4 separate regions of the Sus scrofa genome follow, and regions 1, 2 and 4 are each linked to region 3. Evidence: chromatin contacts called from public Hi-C and HiChIP or PLAC-seq data. All regions are on one chromosome and are shown on one strand. The core of a region is the stretch at or near the end of the contact, and the rest is flanking DNA. Distances in the headings are between cores, read along the strand shown.

What was found. A called contact is a pair of places that touch in the nucleus more often than the background predicts. HiChIP or PLAC-seq counts read pairs in DNA pulled down with a chosen protein or histone mark.
Region 1: a contact with region 3 is called in an H3K27ac HiChIP or PLAC-seq map of alveolar macrophages. The contact joins the promoter of LMNA here to the promoter of SCAMP3 in region 3. A contact is called at or near these places in 1 of 5 promoter capture datasets (liver) and 1 of 2 datasets of contacts at active chromatin or transcription factors (alveolar macrophages).
Region 2: a contact with region 3 is called in a Hi-C map of liver, with 2.9 times the contacts expected there. The contact joins the promoter of SSR2 here to the promoter of SCAMP3 in region 3. A contact is called at or near these places in 2 of 5 promoter capture datasets (fetal liver and liver), 1 of 47 Hi-C or Micro-C datasets (liver) and 1 of 2 datasets of contacts at active chromatin or transcription factors (skeletal muscle).
Region 4: a contact with region 3 is called in a Hi-C map of embryonic fibroblasts, with 6 times the contacts expected there. The contact joins the promoter of LAMTOR2 here to the promoter of SCAMP3 in region 3. A contact is called at or near these places in 1 of 5 promoter capture datasets (liver) and 3 of 47 Hi-C or Micro-C datasets (embryonic fibroblasts, heart right ventricle and liver).

What each region holds. Positions count from the first base shown.
Region 1 is chr4:93,924,779-93,927,823 of Sscrofa11.1, reverse strand. It overlaps LMNA (lamin A/C), which reads left to right and starts at 1,540. Exons shown (of 13, transcript NM_001111257.2): 1 at 1,540-1,642.
Region 2 is chr4:94,009,050-94,012,174 of Sscrofa11.1, reverse strand. It overlaps SSR2 (translocon-associated protein subunit beta), which reads right to left and starts at 1,451. Exons shown (of 6, transcript XM_001928470.5): 1 at 1,352-1,451; 2 at 494-648. The coding sequence starts at 648.
Region 3 is chr4:94,569,090-94,572,246 of Sscrofa11.1, reverse strand. It overlaps SCAMP3 (secretory carrier membrane protein 3), which reads right to left and starts at 1,684. Exons shown (of 9, transcript NM_001185169.1): 1 at 1,402-1,684; 2 at 999-1,076; 3 at 1-74. The coding sequence starts at 1,467. It overlaps CLK2 (dual specificity protein kinase CLK2), which reads right to left. Exons shown (of 12, transcript XM_021089727.1): 12 at 2,163-2,696. The coding sequence ends at 2,511.
Region 4 is chr4:93,974,113-93,976,893 of Sscrofa11.1, reverse strand. LAMTOR2 (late endosomal/lysosomal adaptor, MAPK and MTOR activator 2) reads left to right here and starts at 1,333. Exons shown (of 4, transcript NM_001243627.1): 1 at 1,333-1,608; 2 at 1,915-2,077. The coding sequence starts at 1,541. It overlaps UBQLN4 (ubiquilin-4), which reads right to left and starts at 508. Exons shown (of 11, transcript XM_003125701.5): 1 at 307-508. The coding sequence starts at 414.

The DNA of each region.
Region 1 (3,045 bases), core at 291-2,790, 640 kb after region 3:
CGCTTCAGGAAGCCAGCCCCATTTTCACCTCCTTTGGGGATGGGATTGAGGGAATCATGGCCAAGAGGAAACAGATGCCCTCTTGGCCCCTCCCTGGGCAGCCTGAGAGCACACCAGCCTCAGGCCACTCGTGCATCCTGTCCCTCCCAGCCAGGTCCCTGCTGCCCTACCGCTGCTCCAGTGGCTCCCCCATTACCTGCCACTCAGGGGTCAAGGGCCAAAGTGAAGTGGGCTCTCAGGGAGCCCTGTAAGCTTTGGATTTACTAGACAAAGAGGGCAATTGGGGTGTTACTCTGGGGCTAGCCTGTGGGCTGGCATAGGGATAGTGGGACAGGGGAATCTGGGGAGCTGGATCAAGGCAGGTCTAGAAAGGAGGGGGTTGGCTTGCATGATGTCCTTAGACTCCTCCCAGCTCTGAAGTTCTGGCTTCTAAGCAATGACTGATGAAGCACTGGCCCAAGGCAGTCCCTTCCATCCCATGGAGTCTCCCTCCAGGAGCTCCTGACCTTGGCCAAGGCCCTGCCCATCCACCTGCCACACGTGGCCGCCACTAATCCAGAAGTGCCCTTTGATCTGTTCCCCCATCAGGAAATCTCCTGCAGATTAACCACCATCCTCCCCGGGGAGAATTTGCTTTCCCAGTTGACCTCCCTGGGGTGAGTGCCAAGGGCTAGCCTTGGAAGGGGACCCTGAGGAACTTAGGGGCTGCAGGGGCTGGGAACCCAGGTTGGTTTTATGGTGAGGCTAAGCAAGGTGAAGCTCAGGGATCCACAGTGGCACAGGCCTTCCCAAGACCCTTAGAGGAGCCTGACCAGGTTTCCACGTGTTCACTTATCTGTGTGAAATCTGTAAAAGATATTCTCATATTTTTAAGATAGAGCCTCCCCACAAAAATTGGATGGACACTTAGGAAGACCAACTGTCCGGTTTTGCCAGGAACTGTTCGGGTTTGAGCACTGCAAGGCCCTTGTCCTAGGAAACTCCTCAGTGCTCTGCAAACAGGACAGGTGGCCACTAGTTTCAGGCCCCACATTGGGTAACGTTTGCTCAGCACCTGGACTGGGGGTGGGGGGGGAAACAGGGATCCTTTTCTGCCTCACTTCCTGGAAGCCTCTCGGCGCCTAGGGCTTGGGGACCCTTTTCGCCGGCCCCAGTTCTGGAGTTGTGGCGCTTCTGTTTGTTTCCTTGGCAACAGGGAGAGGAAACCCCCATTTAGGAGACCCGGGAGGCCCCGGCAACCACACACACACAGACACACACAGACTCACAGGCAGCCGCCCACACGCAGGCGCCTGCGTCAGAACCAGCCGTCAGCACTGCCCGCCTCCGGGCGGCGGGGGCGGGGGGGCGGGAGAGGAACCACCCCGCCGGAGTCCGGAGTCGCCCTACCAGCCCGAACCGATCTGCCCTGGAGGGAACAAGCCCCGTCCCCTTGGCTCCGCCCACGTCTCCGGGGCCCCGCCCCTTCCTACGTCTACCTCCCCTCCCCCACCCTCACCAGGTGGGGCGGGGCCAAAGCTGGGAGATAGGGAGCAGAGAGGACGAAGTCACTGCGGAATTCCTCTTTGGCTCTTGTCTGGTGTGTACCGTGGCAGTATTTTGGTGTGTATTGTGACGGTTCCAGGAAGCCTGAGGCTCACAGGTGGGGCGGCTCTCTGGGCCCATTTGAGTGGGGGATGGGGTTTGGAATGTCGGGCAGGGACTCCTGGGCAGACTCTCGGATTTTGCTGTTGGATGGAGCTCCTTTGGGGTCTGGACTGAAGGGAGGTGGGATGTAGTTAACCTGGAGGCAAATCCCTGGAGTTTGGGACCTGCTTCTGTCTCTTGTTGTGTGGCCTGGAGCATATCAGTTAACCTGGCCCAAGTCTCAATCTCCGTATCTGTATAATGGGCATCATGGTGTTTGCTTTGTGCATCTCAGAGAGGTTTGAGAGGGTTAAGGTAGTAATCTGGATTGTGAAAAGATGACACCTGGGAGACCTGCCCAGCCAAATGTGAAGTGTAAAGGGTTGGTTCTGTGCTCATTATCTAGCGGCCCTGTCTGGCCTGGCTGGAGCACCCAGGGAAGATAGCCAGCCCTACACTGACCCCTGCAACCCCTGCCTCATCATGGTAGCGATAATGCCCATCCCTTGAGGTCGATTAGCCCCTTCCAGTATGTCCAGAGTGATGTCCTGTCTCCTACAGTAGTGTGAAATAGGGTCCGAGTACTATTTGGGGGTTTCTGGCTGTGTTTGGGCAAATCTTAGCTTCTCCAGCCTGAGAAGCCCACTTTGTAAAGAGAGGGGTTTAATTCTCAGAGCCCTGGGGGCCTCTTAGGGGAGGGGCAAAGGATCACCAGGCAGGGGTCCCTAAACTTCCCTGCTAGAGAGACTCTGCCTCTGTCATTTAGTATATTGGGCTTTTGGGGTGAAATTTCATTCAAATGAGGGGTTCACTGGCTTTACAAAAGGCCATCAAACACGCTCCTTCTGAGGGCCTTCCCAGCTAAACTAAGCCAAGCTAATTGTTCTAAGCCTGCATCATTCCATCTAGCTGGGTCCGGATGGGAAGAAGGCAGTTACTCAGCTGGACTATCTTAGGTCAATTAGTCAACTTCTCGGAGTTTGGGTTTTTGGTATATAAAATGCAGATAATAATACCTTCCTCATAAGGCTGAAGTCAAGATGAAGTGGGATCAGCCCCACATGGCCCCTAGCCCAGTGCCTGGTATGTGGCAGCTACTTAAAGAACAGCCAGGTCCTTCCATACCACCTGTGCAGGAGTGACTCAGCAGTTCAACAGGTGTTTAGTACTTGACCCTGTGATCAAAGAATGAATAAGACAGGGACCCTCCCTCCAAGCACTCTAGGGAGTTCCTGTTGTGGCTCAGGGGAAACAAACCTGACTAGTATCCATAGGGATGCAAGTTTGATCCCTGGCTTCGCTCAGTGGGTTAAGGTAATCCATCGCTGCTGTGAGCTGTGGTGCAGGTTGCAGACGTGGCTCAGATCTGGCATGGCTGTGGCTGTGGTGTAGGCCAGCAGCTACAGCTCCAATAGGACC
Region 2 (3,125 bases), core at 202-2,701, 560 kb after region 3:
CACGGCATGTAGAAGTTCCCAGGCTAGGGGTCGAATTGGAACTACAGCTACCACCCACACCACAGCCACAGGAATGAGGGCTCTGAGCTGAGTCTGCAACCTAAACCTGAGCTCACAGCAACGCCAGATCCCTTAACCCACTGATCGAGGCCAGGGATTGAACTTGCATCCTCATGGATCCTAGTCAGATTCGTTTCTGCTGAGCCACATGGGGAACTCCTCTTTTCTGCCTTTTCATCCTTCTCTCCCTATTTCACACAATTCTTTCTTCTTCTCCACTATGAGACTCTAGCAACTCACAAAATTGGAGGATGGTTTCCTGTAGCTTAGGTAAGAATATCCTCCTCCAAAAGTCATCCAGCAGTGAATTCATTTACACACTATACCTGTTGCTGGAGTCCTCCCAAAGATAAATCATTACTGATCCCTGTTCCCAGTCAAGATACCTGAGAAGCTTAAAAGGGCCCAACCTATAGCTTCAGGGCCTCCTTACCTTGAGCCAACATTGTAGATGTTGTACTGTAAGGTCAAGTCTCGCCCCTCCACAGCATATCTGTTCAGCAGTGATTTGGAGGCCAAAAGCCTGGCTCCTTCTTCTGCTTGAGTGACAGCAAAGAGAGTCAACACCACGAATGCCAGCAGCCTCATCTTTGGAGGAAAAAGCAAGTGAGCAGTCAATCCAAGCATGTAAAACCACCAAAATCTTTCTGACAGTCCTTTCTTACAAAGTCCGTCAAAAGATCTTTTGAGCTCATCAAAGCAGCGGCCACTTTCACAGAGCAGAGTATACGCTACCAAAGCTGTCCCATTCGCAAGCTTCCCACCAAATCCACCCTGCAGCCCTCGAAAATCTGTAGACCTCCAGGGCATATCTGCTACCTATTACTGCGAGGGGTCCTGGGTGCTCCCCAATTACTGGGGTCTTCTGAGAGAGCTCCATGTGGCCAGAATAGAGGTTTCCTTGGCCTGCCGCATTTCGGCCCATCTCGGAACTGTAGCAGCCTCTAGCTTTCCTTCACACAGGAATCCCTCACGACTGTTGCCTTTCCCCGGCTGCTATTCCTCCACCAGCACCCCAGGTATCCCAATGCGCGCTAGCGGGGTCCTCCCTCACGCCCCTGTATCCTACTGTCCATTTTTCCCGCGGGACCGCATTCGTCCTCGTCTTCCACATCCCTTTCTGGGGCCCTCTGAGGGCTTAGTCTGTTCTGCCCCCCCTCCGTCTCTTGCCAAGATTACACGTCCTCCAGCCAGCGTGCTCTATTCCCTCCCCGCCCTGCCAAAGCTAACCCTCAGCCGCTGAGTGTTGTGTGGACACGAACTTTGGCACCCCCAGAATCAAAGGACTCACCGTGCGCACCCCACAAACCCTTCAGGGGGCCACGAAGGCCGGAAGAGAGCGTCAGCACCCGAAAGACCGGAAATGAGCTCTGGCCGGAAACGTTGGTACTCTGCTGGATGCCTTCTGGGAGTTGTAGTTCTCAGACAAGCCCCACCTTTCCTTTGTAGAGCGCGCCTGCCTCCGGGATGCTGCAGCCTCTGTGATCGATTTGTCTGTGCTCCTTCACGCTTTTCTTTCTTTTCTTTCACGCTTTTATTATTCTGCCGTCTAGAGTGGCTTTTCAAGCTGGCTTTCCAGTACCGTAGATGACCAGCACCTGATTAAGTGCTTTGTGGGACTGGCAAACGTAGAGATTAGGATCTTCTGTCTACAATGTCGAGTGTACTATCGAGCTAGGAATTAGAGAAAAACTGTTGCTCTCCGGGCTACCACCATTCTCTGTATTTCTAGGCGAAAAATTTACTCATCTTCTATATCCAGCTAGCTACCCTAGAAAGCCCTGAACTTTCCTTAGAAGCCCTTTGAGGTTCCAAAAAAGTAGATCCTTTCTTTAATTTTTTTTTTTTTTTTTTAGGGCCTCTCCTGAGGCATATGGATGTTCCCGGGCTAGCCGCCTCTGCTGTCTGCATCACAGCTCAGTGGAAGCTTAACCCACTGAGCCCACTGAGTGAGGCCAAGGATTGAACCCTAGTCCTCATGGACACTAGTCGAGTTCATTACCGCTGAGCCACAACGGGAACTCCGGCTTGGTTTTTGGTTTTTTTCTGATTGTTTCTGATCTGGAAAATCTACCTTCATGATTAGGTGCTATTTCTCTAGTGTACACTTATTCAGAGATCCTACAGTGATGCTGAACGCACAGGAGGTGCTCAAGAAACACCTGCTGATTGGATGAATTTTCATCATCTCTATTTACAGTCTCCTTATTGGAATCTATTCTGACTAGAGGAGAGATTTGAGAGTCAATTGCTAAGGAAAATATTTCCATTGAAAGACTTCCAAAAAAATACAACTTCTTCCTGCCATCTTCAAGGGAACCCCACCAAGAGATTGAAGTAGAACTTTTTTTTTTTTTTTTTTGTCTTTTTTTTGTTGTTGTTGTTGTTGTTGTTGTTGCTATTTCTTTGGGCCACTCCCGGGGCATATGGAGATTCCCACGCTAGGGGTTGAATCGGAGCTGTAGCCACCGGCCTACGCCAGAGCCACAGCAACGCAGGATCCGAGCCGCGTCTGCAACCTACACCACAGCTCACGGCAACGCCAGATCGTTAACCCACTGAGCAAGGGCAGGGACCGAACCCGCAACCTCATGGTTCCTAGTCGGATTCGTTAACCACTGCGCCACGACGGGAACTCCTGAAGTAGAACTTTGTTAGATGAACATGGAACTGCGTGCCAGGACCAGAGGCATGCAGAAATGGTAAGGCTACCTAGGGTGCACTCTGTGCCCCCAGGGCAGTGTCACTGGTTTCATGTCCTGTTTTGTGGTTTTTAAGGCAGAACCCAAGCTGCCCACTGACCTCTCTTTTGGGATCTGCAACAAGAGGGCCACCAAGAGAGTATGTGACCAGGCCGAGAAGGAAGTGGCAAGCTGCTTTCAGGCTGGTGGCTAGGCAGGTACCCAGAAATAGTCTTGCTGCAAAATTTAGGGGCTTCAGATGGGCATAAGTTAGCTGGAAGTGCACTCGGTAAATGGTAATGGAGTGAATATGAACCATGTCTGTTTTTGAGAAACATCCAGAATCAAAGCTGTTACAGTAACTTTGCAACAGTCATTTTTCCT
Region 3 (3,157 bases), core at 435-2,934:
CTCGAGGACTGCAAGGGGGCGGCTGAGGGTGGTGCAACTGGAACAGGGGCAGGAGCCTCATAGCTTGGTGGTGGCTGTTGAGTTTGGAAAAGACCTTAGCAATCATCTAGTCCCTCATAACACAGGAATCTAGAGTCTGCTTGAATATCTCTAGACCTAGAACTCATTACCTAAGGCAGCAGCTCCCCCCGCCCCCCGTTGTTAGAAAGCTAGTTCTTGCATTTATATCAGAGGACTGTGATGTGAGGGGTGATGAGGGCTACTATGACCTGGAGTCGCATCTAGTTCCTCAGCCAGAACTCAAAGCATTCATCTACTGGACCTACCTCCTTAAAATGGACCTAAGCGATGCAGCTCGGATCCTCTGTTGGCTGTGGCTCTGGCATAGGCTGGCGGCTACAGCTCCGATTAGACCCCTAGCCTGGGAACCTCCATATGCCGTGGGAGCGGCCAAAGAAATGGCAAAAAGACAAAAAAAACAAAACAAAACAAAACAAAAAAACTGCCCTGAGCTGCTGCAGTGACAACACCAGATCCTTAACCTGCTGCAGCTGCAGCACGGGAGAGCTCCAGCTACCTCCTTAACTTCTGAAAACTCTTAGCATTTTCCATTCCCACGAGATAAACAGGTCTAGTCACTTTCGTTTCTTGCTTTCGAATTGTACACCTAAGCATAGATCGTTTTCTCCTCAACTCCAAACAGCCCCATCCCTTTTCATCTCTAAAGAAGCCTCCCTAGACAGAGCCTTGGTTCAGGCACTAAGAGACTCCAGGTTCTTTCTCCCAGGACCGATATTTAGAGCTCAAACCACATGGATCTTTGGTCTTGGTGTCTTTAGAAGGTTCAGACATCCCATGGAAGACTGGCTTCTCAGGGAGCTAAGATCACCCTGCTTCTTCCTTCCTTCGCGTGCAAACAAGTCCACTGTACCCCAACAGAGTGGACTTGTTGGCATACCCTAATCTTCCTGGCCCTCCTGTGCTCTTCAGAATCTCACCTCCCGGGTCTCAAAAGGGTTGTAGACGTCAAGCGTGGCATACTGCGGGCTGGGTCGGTGCTGGATCACAGCTGGGTCCTGTGGGCAGAGATCTGGGGCTCAGCTGGCACCTGGTGCCTCTGGAGGAACTCACAGGAGCCTCTTCTCAATTGCCTGTGGCTGCAAGGACTGCAGCTTGGAGGCCACGTTGTTGTCCCAGTATCTGCTCCCAATCCTTCACCCCACACTGCCAGTACCAGCTCCTTATCGGGGGCAGGGCCCGCCCCCCAGGTGCTCACTGATCGTCACTCCCACGTGGCGGCCCTTGCTCAGATCAAATGTCAAGAATGGGAATACAAGTTAGCCCGACCCTCTAGAACCGAGAAGTCCCCCAGGATGCCCCAAGGAGGCCGGCGCAAGTCACCTGAAAGGGGTTGTCAAGCTCGCCGGGCTCGGCGAAGGGGTTTCCACCATCTCTGCTTTGAGCCATGTTTGCAACCGCGGCCCGGGCCGCCCCCTGCCCTCCACGCCCCTGCCGCGGCAGTGGCGGCGGCCGTGGCTCTCAAGAGCTCCCTCCGCTCCGCTCCTCTCGGTCCGCCCCGCTTCTCTGTGCACGGATTGGCTGTACCGACCGGAAGGGTCACAAGGATCCCCGCAGCAGCCGCGAGTTGCGCCTGCGTCTCGGCTAAAAGCAAAGAAGGAAGTGCCCCACGTGACAACTCTCGTTGCCGGTAGCCAAGTACCGCCCCTACGTCATGTGACGTCCCTCAACTAATGAACTACACCTCCCAGCGGGCCTAGCGTCAGAACCTGAGTCTATCCTAGCCTTGGGAGAGTTGCGACGGGAGACCTACCCGCCGGTGGTGGTGGAGGTGGCGGCGGCCGCCTGCCAGGAGCTCTATTGAGTAAGTTTTAAATCTGGATTTCTGGCTCTATCCTGGGGCCCGGCCTAACAGCTATAGTAATCGGAACTTCTTTCCCAACTCGTCATTCCAGATCAAAGTGCTTCATTAGCCCTTCATTCTAACCAAGAAATCTTACCTTACTCATTACTACTCTCCTGAGACAGACTGGGCAGATAAACTGGCAGCCTATGATTAATGTCGCAGGGTAAGATGGGACTCCCTTTGTTGACAATCCCTCCACCCCAGCATCCCCCCAAACCTCAAACTCCAGGGAGGGGGGTCCGATGAAGCACGTCATTTTATTTCACAAAGACTGTACAAAATTCCTTATAAAACATGGGATTGATGCCACCTGGTTACCTCATTCTGCCCCCATCCAACTCAACTGTGAAGGGGCAGGTGAGGGCGGGAAGAGTGTGAGATGGGACAGCATTATGTACAAGGCAGGGGTTGAAGCAATAGGTATTAAGTTCTTTCATATTTACACTATTTCACATATTCACAGGTACACACGGAGCCAGGAGGAAGGAGTGGGCTCCGGTTCTGTTCTCTTGTATAAAAAAGCACCAGTGTCCTGGACTGGACACCCACTGCTGTCAGAAACGCAGGGGGGCCCAGGGCCTGATCGTCACCGACTGATATCCCGACTGGAGTCCCACAACTTGGCGTTAGGTGGCTCAGCCCGAAGGCGGGCGAAGAAAGGGTGCTGAAGGGCTTCACCCAAGGTCAGCCGCTTAGCAGGTTCATATTCTAGCATGCTTTCAATCAGATCGAAGAGCTGGTGGTGTTCTTCTGCCTCTGAGGTCAGATACCGCTGGTGGTGGAGGGCAGGAAAAAGGTGAGGCACGATGCCTTACAAACCCTGCCTTCTTCTTCAAGGCCCTGGCTTCCAATCCTGGAGGACCAAGGCTCTGCGGACAACCGTTACGAATGCTACCTAACCATGACCACACTGTAACCATTTCTGATGTTCTACCTTCCCACTAGCACCATTATTCCTTCATACTTTTTGAAAGTTCTACTTGTATATCCTTGTCAACTTCAGGAATCTTCTTTAGCTCCTCATTAAAAAGTAAGCTCTTCAAAGGTAGTTTATGCTTTTCTGTCTGACCTAAAGAATCCAGGACATTGCTTTCATCTCTGGTTGGCTCAAACATGGCTGTCTAACCTCATTCCCTCCATAAAACCACTCCCTCATCTCTCTTCTATCAACAAAAGATGTCTTCTTTCAGTTTTCCTCCCCTACTTTGCTAACTCTCTGCTTGTAAAATGCAT
Region 4 (2,781 bases), core at 84-2,583, 600 kb after region 3:
ACTCCTCTCCAACACAGGGTCCTTCCCCCTTGCCTGTGCAAGGTGTCCTCTTCCAACTCCACCACGCCCCCAGACCAGGCCACAAGGCAAACCCCGGCCTCCCTTCCCAAACACGCGCCACGCTACCCCGGATCGACCTCGCAGGACGCCCCCTACCCGCCGCCTCTTCCCTCCCGCTTCCCCGAGTGCCTGCTGGGCCCCCGCCCTCCTCTCCCCGGCCCTCCCATACGCCCGACGGTCTCAGAGACACCCCCCTCTTCACAGACCACTCCTCCGCACCCCCCCAATCCCCACCACCCGTACTACCTCCTTGACCGAGGCTCGATCGCAGATCACAATTTCCTCCTTGTCCTTAGGGGTCTTGACGGTGACCCGAATCGGGGGCCTCGTCTCGGCCCCGCTCGGCTCCGCCATGCCGCCGCCGCCGCCGCCACCCGGCCGCCCGCCAGCCCGCCCCGGCTCCTCCTCCTCCCCGCCCGCCCGGCGGTGCTCGGCTCCGGCGCCTCCAACACTCCCCTCTCCCCTCCCCTCCCCAAGGCTTCACCGCCCCCTCCGGACCAGCCGCAGCCACAGCGCCCCGGGCGGACCGGGGGGGCCACTGCAGCGGGGTCCGCCCAGGGCCGAGCCCGGGGTCTGCAGCCTGGGCAGGGCCTTGCTGGGCGGCGGCCCCCAAAGGGGCTGCTCCGGACAGGGGCGGGAAGCAAACTCTCCGGGAGAGACCACCGCCCGTGGTAGCCGGTCCGAGTCGCGCTGAGGTGCCAACCCCCCGCCCCCGGGCCCAAAGCTACCCGCCCCCTCCGCGACTAACTCTTTCTCCGGGACAAAGGACTTTCTGTGTCGCCGCTTTATCTCCGTTCCCTATGATAACTGGTCTTTCTTGGAAAGCCCAAATCCTTTCCAGGCCTGAGGCTTCTCCCGACTTGGAGGCTGAATTTTCCACTTCTGGATATCTACCTAAAACCTCTTCTGTAGGATTGACTTAATTCCCCTGAGGGTAGCGGCCTCCAAGAAGTCTATTCAGTACAGTTCCAGAGACCTGGATTTTTGCCTGCATGGCCTTTCTGAGCCTATTTCCTCAATAGCATCTATCTCCTCATCTCACAGAATTATGCATAATGTAGAAAATTGCTTTGAGAAGTAACCCAAGGTATGCCTGACAAGTATAGGAATTTTGTTTTCTTTTAATTACTGAATCGTGGATTGTCAAGCAGATATGACTCCTCTGCCCGAGAGGGTTAAATGTCCTTCCAGTACTGCCACTATCCTTTTACTCCCGCTCTTTTCCCCCATAACCGCGTGGTCTCACTGGAAAGGCGAACTGTAGTTCCCAGGGTGCCTCGCGAAGCTTCGAGGAACTACAATTCCCAGCGCCCCCCGCGGTGAGGCGGGGTTGAGTCAGAACCGCACAGTCAGGCCAGGAAACTACAACTCCCAGGAGTTCTGGAGCCGGGCAGCTGGACTACGGGAAGCGGCAGGCGGAGGCCAGTTATAGGAAACTCCGGGATCAGGTTGTGAAAGCCCAGGGTTAGGAGCCACAGGCATGCTGCGTCCCAAGGCTTTGACCCAGGTGCTAAGCCAAGCTAACACTGGAGGTGTCCAGAGCACCCTGTGAGTGCGGACCGAGAGGCCGAGCGGCGAGCACTGGAGTGGGGCTGCGCGCGGCTCTCCGAGGGAGGGGTGGGGAAGGCTCTCTGGGAAGGGAGGAGGTGGCAGAGGGGGCAGCCTTTGGGTGAACCGGCGAGAGGGCCACTCTTGAAAGAGAAACTGACGTGCTGGGTGTTTGGGGCATGTTCTAGGACACACTCAACCCAGACCCTTGCTTTCTAGGAGCGCCGGTGGGCGAGTTGGGATGGAAAGTCAGGTATTTTACTCCCCATCCTGAGCACGTTGATATCCGTTCTGATGCTTTTCCAGGCTGCTGAATAACGAGGGATCTCTGTTGGCCTACTCTGGTTACGGGGATACGGACGCCCGAGTCACTGCAGCCATCGCCAGTAACATCTGGGCGGCCTACGACCGGAACGGGAACCAAGCATTTAACGAAGACAATCTCAAATTCATCCTCATGGACTGCATGGTATGGAGAGGGGAGCCATTTCCTCTGTCCCTAAGGGGACCCCCAAGGGGCACCCTGGACCCCATCCTGGATGGTTGGGGCCCAGGGACAGGATTTCTGGAAGATTACTAAGAGTTGGTCTGCAGCAGCATTTATAATAGGCAGGACCCTATGTATCAAGTGGTGATGAGGAAGGAGTATTGGACCCGAGGTCTGGCTGGGTTCTAGTCTCAGCCAGCCACTTGCCATTTGTGGAACCTTGGGTAAGTCACAAGCTTTTTTACCACATCTCCAGTGTGAAAATAATCCCCACCACCACATCACGCACACAGGGTTGTTGTGATCAAATGAAAGGGTAGGTGTAAACTGTAGAGTGATATGCAGACACAAAGTGTTGTCATCTGAGATTCTCAGACTCAGAAGCATGGCAAAGTGTCCAGACCCTAGTCCAGTTCCTTCAGTTTACAGAAAAAGGAGATAAAGTCCAGAAAGAGGAAGCGCCATTAGACTGAATTTCTTGGGAACAGAACCTGTCTCATTCACCTTTATATCTGTTCAGTTAACAAATTTTTAGGTCCTTGCAGTATTCTCAGGACCTGGGAAAAAAATAGCAAACAGGACAAACAAAAACTGCAGCCCTAATGTCTCATATATGCCTTAAAATAAGTAAAATATGTATGTTTGTAAAATCAGTTCATAAATATGTTTTGTAACATACATACATA